Regions from separate parts of the Danio rerio genome. Here region 1 is linked to region 2. The links are chromatin contacts, called in public Micro-C maps. All regions are on one chromosome and are shown on one strand. The core of a region is the stretch at or near the end of the contact, and the rest is flanking DNA. Distances in the headings are between cores, read along the strand shown.

Region 1 (5,680 bases), core at 2,633-5,132, 160 kb before region 2:
ATAATTATTCAATTCATGTTTATTTCTATAGCACTTTTAAAGTGTAAATTGCCAAAGCAGCTTAACATTGATGTTCTACTCAATAAAAACTATGTTCGTCCAGTTTTCAGAGAAGTTTAGTTCAGTATAGTTTAATTTTCACTACTAAAAGTCCAAATACTGAAGAGCAAACCCATCGATGCACACGAGTCCCAAACCAAGCAAGCCAGTGGTGACAGTGGCAAGGAACAAAACTTTAACAATTGACAAAAGCGAAGGAAAAAAAATCTTTGAGAGAAAGCAGGCTCAGTTGGACGCGACCATTTCTCCTTTGGCCAAACTTTTTGTGCAGAGCTGCAGTCTGGGCGCTGTAGGGCTGCACGATACTGCCGTCCAAAGCCACACCTGCTGAAATCATGAAATCACGCGCTCATTAAAGATGACAGCAGACAACCCACTAGTTTGTGTCATTCGCCAGTTTGAAAACTTTACAGTACTTAATATTACTACAGTTCTAGAAGAAAAAAACTGTGTTATGTGTAGCACATTTTCAGTTGTGTAGCAAGCAAAACTTGTCATAATGTGCAATACTTCACACATGCAAGGATGGTCTCACTCTCTCAAACTGTCCTAAAGCAACTACTGTATGCTTAGTGTTTGGCCAGCTGGTGTGCAGGAATTACGCTTATTACTAAGCCATACTTGCATGCTATTTCAGACCAAATATGGCTGTCATTACTCAGAAATGACCCAACGTGAAAAGAAAACCAACTTCAGCTCAGTAAAGCAGGCTAGGTGGAACAGCGCTGATGTTTTGTTGTTCAATTTAAATAAAATCTACATTATTGATGCTGTAAAAGGCCTTTTGCAACTGAAAGTAGTCACATCAGTCTTTCACCTGAAGATTTCAGTGGGTTTTGCTTTAGCATTTGATTTTACTGCGACTGTGTTTGTCTCGTGCACATGAACAGTGGCAGCTCTGCGTCACCAGAGCTACAAATCTACATTTGCTGACAGACAGTTTGGGCTACTTATCAGAATTATGGGAATTGTTGGCCCGACAATATTTAATTGGATTAACACTTTTTGCTTTGTTTTATGCCTTACCCAGAATATAAAAATACATATAAATTTAGATAATTTACTTTAATCATTACTATTGGAATGTGAAGAGACTGAGATATGAACTTACTGTAAGTCTGATTATTGGTGCACATATAAACATCCAGTCCAAACCACAAAAACTTGTTCAGCACAAATGAAGCACAGCTGTTAATGAAACAAAAGCATAAATATATAAATATTTTTGACTGGAACATTGCAGGAACTTTCAGAAACATCTTTGTCTGGATAGGACTTGAATTTACCTACAATGTTTGTTTTATTTATACATATTTTATTTATACAGTATTGTTTCCCATCCTCTTTGCAGACCACCACCCAAGGGGAAGAAATAAGGATTTATTGTGAAAACTTTCATCTCTTGTTCGCATCCTTCTTCGCTCCTGAAATTCTTGCTTCAGCCACTAGATGGACCCACAGTTTGCAGATGACAAAAGACTGATATAACTGAACCATTTTCCTGCATCCATTGGGACGGGAGTGCATCCCGCTGCAATATATTCTTTATGGAGAGTAACACAGCTCCCGGGTTTTTCTGTTTTGTTTTTTCTTTGTATGATTATCCTCTGTGTAATATACAGTACCGAGAGATGAATTTTGAGTTTTGCTTGTCAGAATTATTGGAATCTCGATTAACTAGATCAACAGTTTTCAGAAGCATACCTTTGTTATTGTTTCTTTAAATATTTTTAGTAAAACATTTTTATCTGATATGGCTGTGGTTTGTGTTTTTACATTTCTCACATGCTGAGGTAGATTTTCAAAAAGACAGAACTTTGTGATGTTCAGTCAGATTTCTTTTTTTGCTGAATCAATTAGTCATATTCATTAATGTTTGAATTGCAGATTCCATTAATCATTACGGCATAAATCCTTAAAAGGGTAGTTCAACCAAAACTGAACATTCTGTCATCAGTTACTCACCCTTCACTTGTCTCAACAGTCTGAGTTTTTTTTGCGGAACACAAGATATTTTAAGAAATCATGAAAACCTGTAAACATTGTCTTCCACAGTGTTTGTTTTTCCTTCTGTGCAAGTCAATGGTTACCCAATGACAAACATCTTTTAGAAAATATCCTTTTGTGTTAAACAGAAAAATGAATGTAATTACTTGAGTGCGAGTGAAATTTCATTTTTGCTTTAATGCTGGCTGACAATTTCAATGTCGATTCATAATTGCATTTACATTCAGACTAGAATGATTTTAATCCCAGTAAAGGGGCTCAAAAAACCTTTATCTCATTACTGCACTGAAGTGTCCATGGGTTTAGACTTGCATGCATGCCTCGAATGAACTTGTGGTATTATTCTGCAGATGTGTTTTCGGAAGTCTCTTAAAGGGTTGATCAATTTTATCAAGCCAATATCATCTATTGAAAATGGGCTTTGCTTGTGTGCTGGTTTATACAAGTGAATTTAGATTTCTCCCTGCTTGATCATCTGATAAGTAAACATACTAGTACACAAACTAAATTAAACATTATTTTTTTCAAGTGTCTTCTCATTTAAAGTAGCTGCTAGTAATCTAAATTAAAAGTTCAGATCTTTAAAAGTAGAGGCAAGCAATTTAAACAATTTTAATTGAACTTTTAACTTGGTTTAGATTGTTTTTCATATATCTAAAATCAGGCTTCATGTCATCAACACTTTTAGTCAAATGCCAAATAATTGTCCACATACTAAAAAGGCCCATCTTGGTAGCCATGCCATCAAGATAGTCATTGAGTGTTCCAATTTAAAGGAGAGGGGTCTAGATGCAGATCTGGTGCAGTGCAATCTGAGCTGCATGCAATGCTTTTTAAAGCGCTCAATTAACCCTACCCGTCACAGTGACGTCACTCACTCCATTGAGTTCATTGTGTCTGACATAGCATCGCTGAGTGATGCAATCTCAGCTTGCATCATAAAGGCTGCATCCAGATACTATTGATTTAAAGGATTTACATAAATAATTGGCTGATCTATTAATGTATGACAAAAAAAGTGCTTATTGTATTACCAAGGTTCTAAAATGTTTTTTGCAGAACTAACATATTGTTAACATGATAATATATTGTAACCGTAGGCTAACCTGTTTCGGGTATTTAACATGTTTCTGGTTGTTTTAATGTGACGAAAATGTAAAAAATGTGTCTCTTACTACTATGTTGCTGCTATTTATGTTTAGTACACAGTATGTTTTAGCATGGAAAATAAATTACCATTAGATGTCATGTTTCTAGAAAGTTGCTAGCATTTTTCATGTCATGTAATACAACTAACGTAACATTTTACGTCTGTTTCCACGTTTAGCATGTTACTAGCATGATATATTACATTTCTAGCATGAGTTCTAGATCTAAAATGCCTTCACTTGATAGCTGAATTATGTTTTGCCACAATTCTAGCACATGGCTAACATGTTGCTAGCATTAATTCTCCAGTTTTCATTTATACCACCTGTTATTGTGGTTTAAATGTTGCTAATATTTTATTTTCTGGCATGGAAATAGAATGTTAGTAACATATTTTCAAAACTCAGCACATTACCAGCCGGTTTCTAGCATGACTTTGCACGTGTTTCTGTGATATAATTATGTAAAGTTTTTTAAATGAATGTTCAATGTGCTTTCGGAAATATAATCGGATGATATTTACAGACATGAATTATATGTCCAAATGTACTACACATGACTTTGCACGTTGTAAGCATACTTTACTAAAATAAGATACAAAATCAATAATTATTCGGATACTAGGAACCAATCTTGCAGTTTGTGTTCACGGGCCACGGCGGATCAGTTATGCTGTTGCACTATTGAGAGCAGCATGGAGAGCTCGAGAAGTGTCCGAAGAACGAAAGAGGAGAAAAAACTACTCCGAAGGCAGATTAAAGCCAGTCACACATTACTGAAGCACGAGGACATAACCACAGTATCACACCCCACAAAGGTACTTATGAAGCTTATTTTGGTGTATTGTCACCCAGAAGGATTTAGTCCGAGCGTTGCAGAGGTTTAATGAACAGTACCATAGACATCTGTCATAGTGTAATGTGTCATTCATTGTATATAATTAATGCTAATATATATGCTGAAAATAAAAGTCTTTTTGCTATTAAATCCACAGATCATTTTAAACGAATGTAGTGCAGTCCATGGTAAACTGTTTTAAATGTAATGTAAAATTGAAAGGGTTAACTTAGTTCACCTGAAAACAAAAAAAGTTCTACACCCTGCTGAAAAAAACGGCATGTGGTAAAGTATGTGTTGATGCTGGTCTTGCTTGTTTCAATGCTGGTTTTCCTGGTCTTAATGTTGGTTTTGCTGGTCTCAATGCTGGTTTTAATGCTAGTTTTGCTGGTCTCAATGCTAGTTTTGCTGGTCTCAATGCTGGTTTTAATGCTAGTTTTGCTGGTCTCAATGCTAGTTTTGCTGGTCTCAATGCTGGTTTTGCTGGTCTCAATGCTGGTTTTGCTTTTCTCAATGCTGGTTTTGCTGGTCTCAATGTTGGTGTTGCTGGTCTCAATGCTGGTCAGGAGCAGCACTGAGACCAGCACTGAAACCAGCAAAACCAGCATTGAGACCAGCATACTAGCATCAAAACATATCTTACCAGCATATGCTGTTTTTTTCAGCAGGGCATTTACTCAACTTTGACTTGTTTCAAACCTGTATTAATTTGTTTGTTGTTGTTTTTTGTTAAACACAAAAGAAGATATTTTGAAGAATGTTGACAACCAGTAACCATTGACATCCAGCGCATTTGTTTTTCTTGTTTATCAAAGTTTATCAGCTTCTAACATGCTTCAAAATCATTTTAACAGGTAAAAAAAAAAAACCTCAAAACTGTAGAGCAGGGGTGCCCAAACTCAGTCCTGGTGGGCTAGTGTCCTGCATATTTTAGCTCCAACACCAATTAGACACACCTGAAACAGCTAATCTAGCTGTTTCCAGGTAGACTAGAACCTTCCAGTTAGATGTATTGAAGAAAGTGTAAGGTAAACCATGCAGGGCCCTCCAAGACTGAGTTTGGGCACCCCTGCTGTAGAGGATAAGTAAATGGTGATAACACAGATTTTGTTTTTTGTGAACTGTCTCTATAAAATCAGTCATATTTGTGATGTATGCACAATATTGTGTTGCCTGTTCATTTTAATGTAAAATTTAAAGGGTAAATAACCTAAAAATGAAAAAACTTCTAGATTTACTCACCTTTGACTTGTTCCAAACCTGAACAAGTTTTTTTTCTGGTTGTTTTGATGAATATAAAAAAAGATATTTTGAAGAATGTTGACAATCAGTAACCATTGACATCCATAGCATTTGCTTTTCGTGTGTGTAAATAGTTACCGGCTTCCAACATGCTTCAAAATAATTTATATAACAAATTAATTTATAATAAAAATAATTTATAAAAAAAAAAGAATAATTTGTTTTCAACTGATCAAAAAATCAAACTCAAAGATCAATCTCGAATAGGTTTTAAAAAAAAGTAGAGCGTGAGTAAAATGTTGATAACTTTCATTTTTGGGTAAACTGTCCCTATAAAATCAGTAAATATATATATATATATATATATATATATATATATATATAT
Region 2 (6,262 bases), core at 3,755-6,254:
AGTTGTTGCTTGGCACCATTTTCCTCCATGCTTTGTTCCAATCCAGATTAAATTAAATAATGTCAGCCATTGCAAATTCACCACATTTAATACATCTAATACATCTGTTCCACAAGTCCATTTTAAGAAGTTTCAAAACGCTCATTTTTAGGTAAATCAGACGCAATTGTATCTGTGATTATTTTTAAAGTCTCCTAAGTATACCTTCTTGTTGGCGCCATAAAGCCACCTGCCTCGAGAGCGCCCCGCCATAATTGTGCCATATGTGAAATTCGGTATTTTGTTTTCCAGTTTGCATTTGCTTGCGCTTTCGTCTTTCTTGTGATTTGTAATTTAAAAAAAATAAGTAAACTACATGTACCTAAACGCCTCGAAAAGATCACTAAATATGCACACTTGTAGTAACTGTTACAAAATAATACAAAAAAATAAATAACAAATTAGTGCATACCCTCTCGCGCGCGCTCTGGACACCATTTCGTTTTTTATCTGACTCTAAATGTTGTAGCGGTTTCTTGTGTTATTAAAGAGCCGACATTCAACCACGAACGGGAAGGAAGAGGAAATTTTGTACAAGAAGGAAAGAGTGGGGACCTGCATCACCGCCTTGCCTCTCTCACCAGTAGTCGCTAACCGTGTGGGTGGTTGCGCACTCGCTACTCATTTTCAGAACAGACAATAAACCAGATCAAACGCCTACCTTAATAGTACAGTCCATTGCAGATTTCTGTGGAGTTCATGAAGAAAGTACTTGGTTAAACTTGAGCTATGTAAACCCAGGTACTTTGATAACCCGGCTGAAACGCATCGACTTGTGTGCACAGGCGCATTTAGTCATCGGCGCAAACCATACTATTTTCGCTTAGACCATAACCGGATGGCAACAGTTTTTTTCTTTCTGAGCTCTCCTTTCTAAAATTGGGAAGTGAAGTCACACAAAAGCATCTAGCTCTGTTCCTTATTGGTGAACTCTTATTGCACTAACTCGTCAGACTATGTGTTTAATACCCTCTGACTGAAATTAGATTTTACAGAAACAACGTTTCCTTTTGTCCAACCCGAACACTATTGAATAACTTTATCACCTGCCAGTGAACATATTGCGAACTTGGATATGCGGTTTTAAAGCTTATTGTGTTTATAAATATTTGTGTTACATGCTGTGTATGCCATTGCTTTTTATAATAGTGTTTTCAAGGCTTACTGACCAGGTAAGCGCATAACAAGACATTTAAGAAGCTAATGCGGGAAATATTTGTTATTTATTCGTTTGTGAATAAATGTTATAACGTGCAATGTTTAAAAACTATACAGGAAATGGTGTCTTAACATTCTTAAACCGCAAACCAATGATATGAAACACCACATCAGTATAATAAATCGACAGCTGCATTAAACCTCCAAAATTCTCAGTTGAAGCGGATCTACTCTGTAAAAACGATATGAACAGTTAGTCCCGATAGCATATGTTTTTTTATTGCAACTAATTAAACTGTTAATCATGTTCTAACTTAATTTTATGAGCTATGCAACCTGTTTTAAGTCAGTTTAACATAATATAAGTTCAGTGGACTTAAGTTAATTTGATTCAGCTTTAAAATAAGGCAACCATGATTTTTTACAGTGTTGGTAGCACTTTACAATAAAGTTGTATTAGTTCATGTTAGTTTAAATAGGCTATGTACTGACGCGAACGTGTTAGTTTATGTACTGACGTGAGCAAACAATAATCAATAGATTTATTGCAGTATTTATTCATTGTTTGTTAATGATGTTCATTGATAGTCCATGTTCACTCATTAATGTATTTAATTTGTATTTTAATAGTCGTGGTTATTAATAAATGCTGTAAAAGTATTGATCATTACACTGAAAAAAGTGTTGCATGCAAAACTGCTGCAAACAATTTTTTTTGTGTTGAATTTAAACAAGTAAATTAAGTTTAATAATCTTAAACTTAATTTGTTTGTTTAAATTCAACACAAATAAATAGTTTACAACCAGTTAATGTAAAAAAATTGAGTAAATCTAAGGAATCATCTCTGAATATTTTTTTTCAGTGTAGGTACGTTACATTAACTAATGAAAATTGTAAAGTGTGAAATTATTTTATTTACATTTAAATTTATAGACATGGCCCAGCAACAAAAAAATGTGTTTAATATACGTCTAATCTAAACAGCTTGGCTAAAACAAAGCTAAACTTTCAGTTAGTGAAAAACGTCTAAGAATAGCTCAAAACGAGACTAGTCGTTAAATAGATGATTGGACAGACTTTATATGTGTAGGGTAGTCATTAATTTCTGTTTAGGCTATTTGATAGTCTAGTTTTGGCCTATTCTTAGACGTTTATTAGGTTTTCGCTGACAGCCCCAGTTTAGTCTTGTTTTAGCCTAGACAAATATGTTTAAACGTCTACTAGACATCTTTTTAGAACCAGAAAAGCTTGCTGGCAGATCACAAGAAAACAATTGTGAAAGAAAAGCTGATCACTAAAATACTGAGATCCTTAATTTAAACATAAACTAGGCCTATTTTAAAAAGCTCAAATGGATGCTAAAATGCATAAACGTATTTTTAAATATAAGTATTTCTGTATATAACATCTTTCAGACGCGTTAAATCTGTAGACATGGGCGTGCGCGTGTGGAGGTGCCATGGGAATTTGACACTGATTGTATCCTCTTCAGTAAGCAGACTCCTTCAATCACGACTCAAGCCTCGCACAGTTTGGCAACTTACTTTTCCAGATGTATTTTTTCTGCGCGCCTGAGGAAAATGGCCTGAGGTGTTTGTTTATACAAGGCCCTTGGGTTGGTCTTATCTGTCCAAAGCACTCACGCCGTGATTTCAGGCCTCCTCGACTCGGAATTTTACAGGCCATTGTTCTCTTGAATGGCTTTTAAAGATACGAACGCCTAATTAAAGCTAAAGTTACTTGTTCTGATTGATCTTGTTTCTAACTTCCAGTCACATTTTCTCATTTCTTTATTTCATTAGAATGTACTTAAATGGGTCTGTCAAATTATCATTTAAGGCTACTTAAATGATAACTTAGGTTCAGCCTATCATCACTTTTCATTTTTAGCGCAAACTATTAGGCAATATGCTACTTTGGACTTCAGGCAGTTCAAACCTATTATTTATAATCTCACACATTTAATTTTAAAGCCTGACAACAAGCAAGTCATCAAGCATAAAAAACGTTGCTATTAATATAATATAACTAAAAATTGAGTGCATTGTTAAAAAAAACTGCCAGGGAGAAACCAAAATGGTGTTTTCAGTGATGCCATATGAACCCATTTAAACCAAAGAACATTTGTGTGAGTGTGAAGATGAATGTGAAGAACATTTTTATAATCTCTAGACTTTATAACATTTTTTACAATACAAAGAACCAAATTTGTGGAATGAAAAGTAATGGTTGCAGGTTTTTGTGTTTAGCTAATTGTAACTTATTAAACAACAAGTTAACCATCTTCTAACTGAAATCAACTTGCGTAACTAATAAAAATAAGTCAGTATAATATAATGCAAGTTGAAATGACTCATACGGTTAGTTGATTCAGCTTTAAAAACTAAGGCAACCAGTATTTTTACAATGTGGAATCATCGATGCGAGTTTATTTAAGTTAATCGAGCTTGTCATACCATCATTATATTAACAATGTTCGTATTTCTTACGGCCTATAATTAATATCGTTGTTAAAACCCATGAACATCAACCCACGAGTGTCAAGCTATTTCATAACTAACAAGAGACAATTCATATTTAACATATGTTATGTTAAAACAGCTGCCACAACATTATTTATCAATATGTGGACCTTTTTGGATTCTCTGAAGCTATAGAAATTAAAAATGTAAAACAGGAAATTGGTTGGGACCATTGGTATTGTTTACATCCTTGAAAATTGTCTATAAGAAACTCTGAGTTTGAAACACTAGTATTGGGGTAATTAAATATTTGAAAAAATCATGAGGTTAATTTGATTCAGCTTAAACTGGGGCGACCAGGATTTGTTTACAGTGTAGAATCATCGATGCGAATATATCAAAAAATTAATTGAGCAAGTCATATCATCATTATACTAACAATAGCGGTATTTCTTTAGGCCTATTATTGATATCGTTGTTATGTGACTATAGTAACTTAATAAAACGCCATATAGAGATATAATTAATGTTTAGAAACTATAAGAAACCTATAAGAAACGTTGAGTTTGAAACACTTTGGCCAATAGTAACAATAAATAAATTATATATTTATTAATGTAAACAAAACGTTTAGAGTTTGTCCTGATGCACATCAGTCTTTTAAATTGTTTTTTTTTATTATTATTGTGTCTGTGAGACAAATAAGTAAAAAAAAAAAAAAAACAGATACATAGTCTGTCATTTGCCCAGTCTGGTTTGTGTCAGTTTTGACCTGGCTTTTCATGATTTCTGATCACAAAAACGGGTTTAGATATAACATTTTTGGCACAAATATAGGCTACATCCTGTTGTCCTATCGGATCATGTTAATTTTATTTAGCCCAGGTCATTCGTAGTTTCTTGTCTCAAAGAACAGTTTTGAACACATTGTCTAATATTGTTTTCAGACTTTATTGTCACGAGGATGAATTTTTCAACTATCGTCAGGAGAAAATGATCACGATTTACTAGTCAAAATTGAAAGGACTCTATTATTTGCTGAAAACATATGGGGTCGAATTAACACGTACACATCGTCTTGTGTTAAGAAAAGAAAATAGAGAACGTGTCTGTCAAATCTGTGCTGGGATGTTTTTTTACTCCCCTCACCTTTTCTGTGAATGAAAGGGTAACAAATCTGTGGTCGTGACTCCTGTCTGACGTCACGAGGAGTAAAAGGAGGGGAAGCGCAGTCACGACGCATTCCTTCAGAAGACGCGCGGACACGCCCCAGCGCGCGCGGCCTCTTTATAACGGTCCTCAGTCCAGCACAGACAGTCAACAGAGCTGAAAAGCAGAGCTGAGGCACTGTCAAAACCCCTGATATAGTGAAATAAGGACTCAGTGAAAACTTTAAGGTAAGACTTTTCTATTTATTCGACTGTTTGAAATTAATGTAATCAGAATGACTTTTTGTTGATGTATTTAGATCTCTGTTTTGATATTTCTATAAATTGGATTTGATTTGAACTATTTTTGGATTAAGATGTATCTATGTTAGTTTAATAATATAATGTTTTCTTTTTAGATATGGAAATGTACCAATCTGGATTTTACACAGAAGACTTCAGAACTCAGGAGGTTCCTGCTGGTTTCGACTTCAGTTCATATGGTAATATCTTATTTCAACATATTTTAAAACTTCAGTTGCTTCGTTCTTAATATATAAATTATAGCACTTCATTTGCAAAGATCACATTCAATTTGCCCTGATGAGGGGAAAAAATCAGTCAGATTTTGTGGGATTTAGTATTTCTCCAGCCTGGTTTCCTGAATGTCAGTGCAAAACATTTCCGCTGTCCTTGAGCTGCAAACAGCAGAATTGCAACACCCCTGTCAGAACCCTAAAAATCAGACCTTGACATCTTGTTTGTGTGCACTAATTCAAAGCTCATCAGGAAAAGGGGATGTCAGGCAATGCATGCACTGAGATTTAGGAATGGGATGTCGAAAAAAAAAGAGGGGTGGTCGGGTTAAAGATACACCCGTTTTTCTGCTCCCTCCCTCTCTTCCTAATCCTTTCCTCCAGACTTCCTCCTCAAACAGATTTAGCACCCCCTCTCCTACACCCTTCTTCATCACTCTGTCACAGAGCCTTTACTAGTGCTTCCTCTACTCCTAACACACTTCAGGCCAGGCGTAGAAAGCTTTATGCATCCATTAATACATCATTTGGCCTGACTCTCATTCATTCCACATCTTTGATAATGTACCTCCAGACTGCAGTGGTGAAGACCTGTCCTTTTTATTAGACAGCAAAGGACCCGTCCAACAGCAGTATGCCGAAAACTACTCCGAGCCTCAGAAGGAGCTGTTGCACAAAGGTGAGCATCTCACAACATTCATATTTATCATATAATCATAATGCAAACAATTAGTGAAAGCATTATATCTGTTTGCTCAATAGGTCATGTTCTCACAGTCGACTCTGGGCTGTTCAATCTGGACTCTTTCCCTGAGTTCAGCAACTGGGCAGCATACACTAATAGTAAGTATCACATGACTATATCTGTGAATGTGTATAAAAGTGACCTGGCCTTATATGATGTCCTTTATCTCCCCC

The links. Hi-C and Micro-C count contacts between places; a contact is called where the count stands out from the background.
Region 1: a contact with region 2 is called in a Micro-C map of caudal fin, with 1.9 times the contacts expected there. The contact joins the promoter of alkbh8 here to the promoter of etsrp in region 2. A contact is called at or near these places in 3 of 18 Hi-C or Micro-C datasets (caudal fin and embryo).

The regions. Positions count from the first base shown.
Region 1 is chr16:46,596,757-46,602,436 of GRCz12tu, reverse strand. alkbh8 (alkB homolog 8, tRNA methyltransferase) reads left to right here and starts at 3,882. Exons shown (of 12, transcript XM_073926551.1): 1 at 3,882-4,033; 2 at 4,869-4,907. fbl (fibrillarin) reads left to right here. Exons shown (of 9, transcript NM_213002.1): 9 at 1,412-1,812. The coding sequence ends at 1,436.
Region 2 is chr16:46,435,316-46,441,577 of GRCz12tu, reverse strand. etsrp (ETS1-related protein) reads left to right here and starts at 5,004. Exons shown (of 8, transcript NM_001037375.1): 1 at 5,004-5,057; 2 at 5,228-5,311; 3 at 5,919-6,023; 4 at 6,107-6,187. The coding sequence starts at 5,230. It overlaps fli1rs (Fli-1 proto-oncogene, ETS transcription factor-related sequence), which reads right to left and starts at 822. Exons shown (of 9, transcript NM_001008780.1): 1 at 701-822. The coding sequence starts at 718. It also overlaps a transcript of caspa not described here.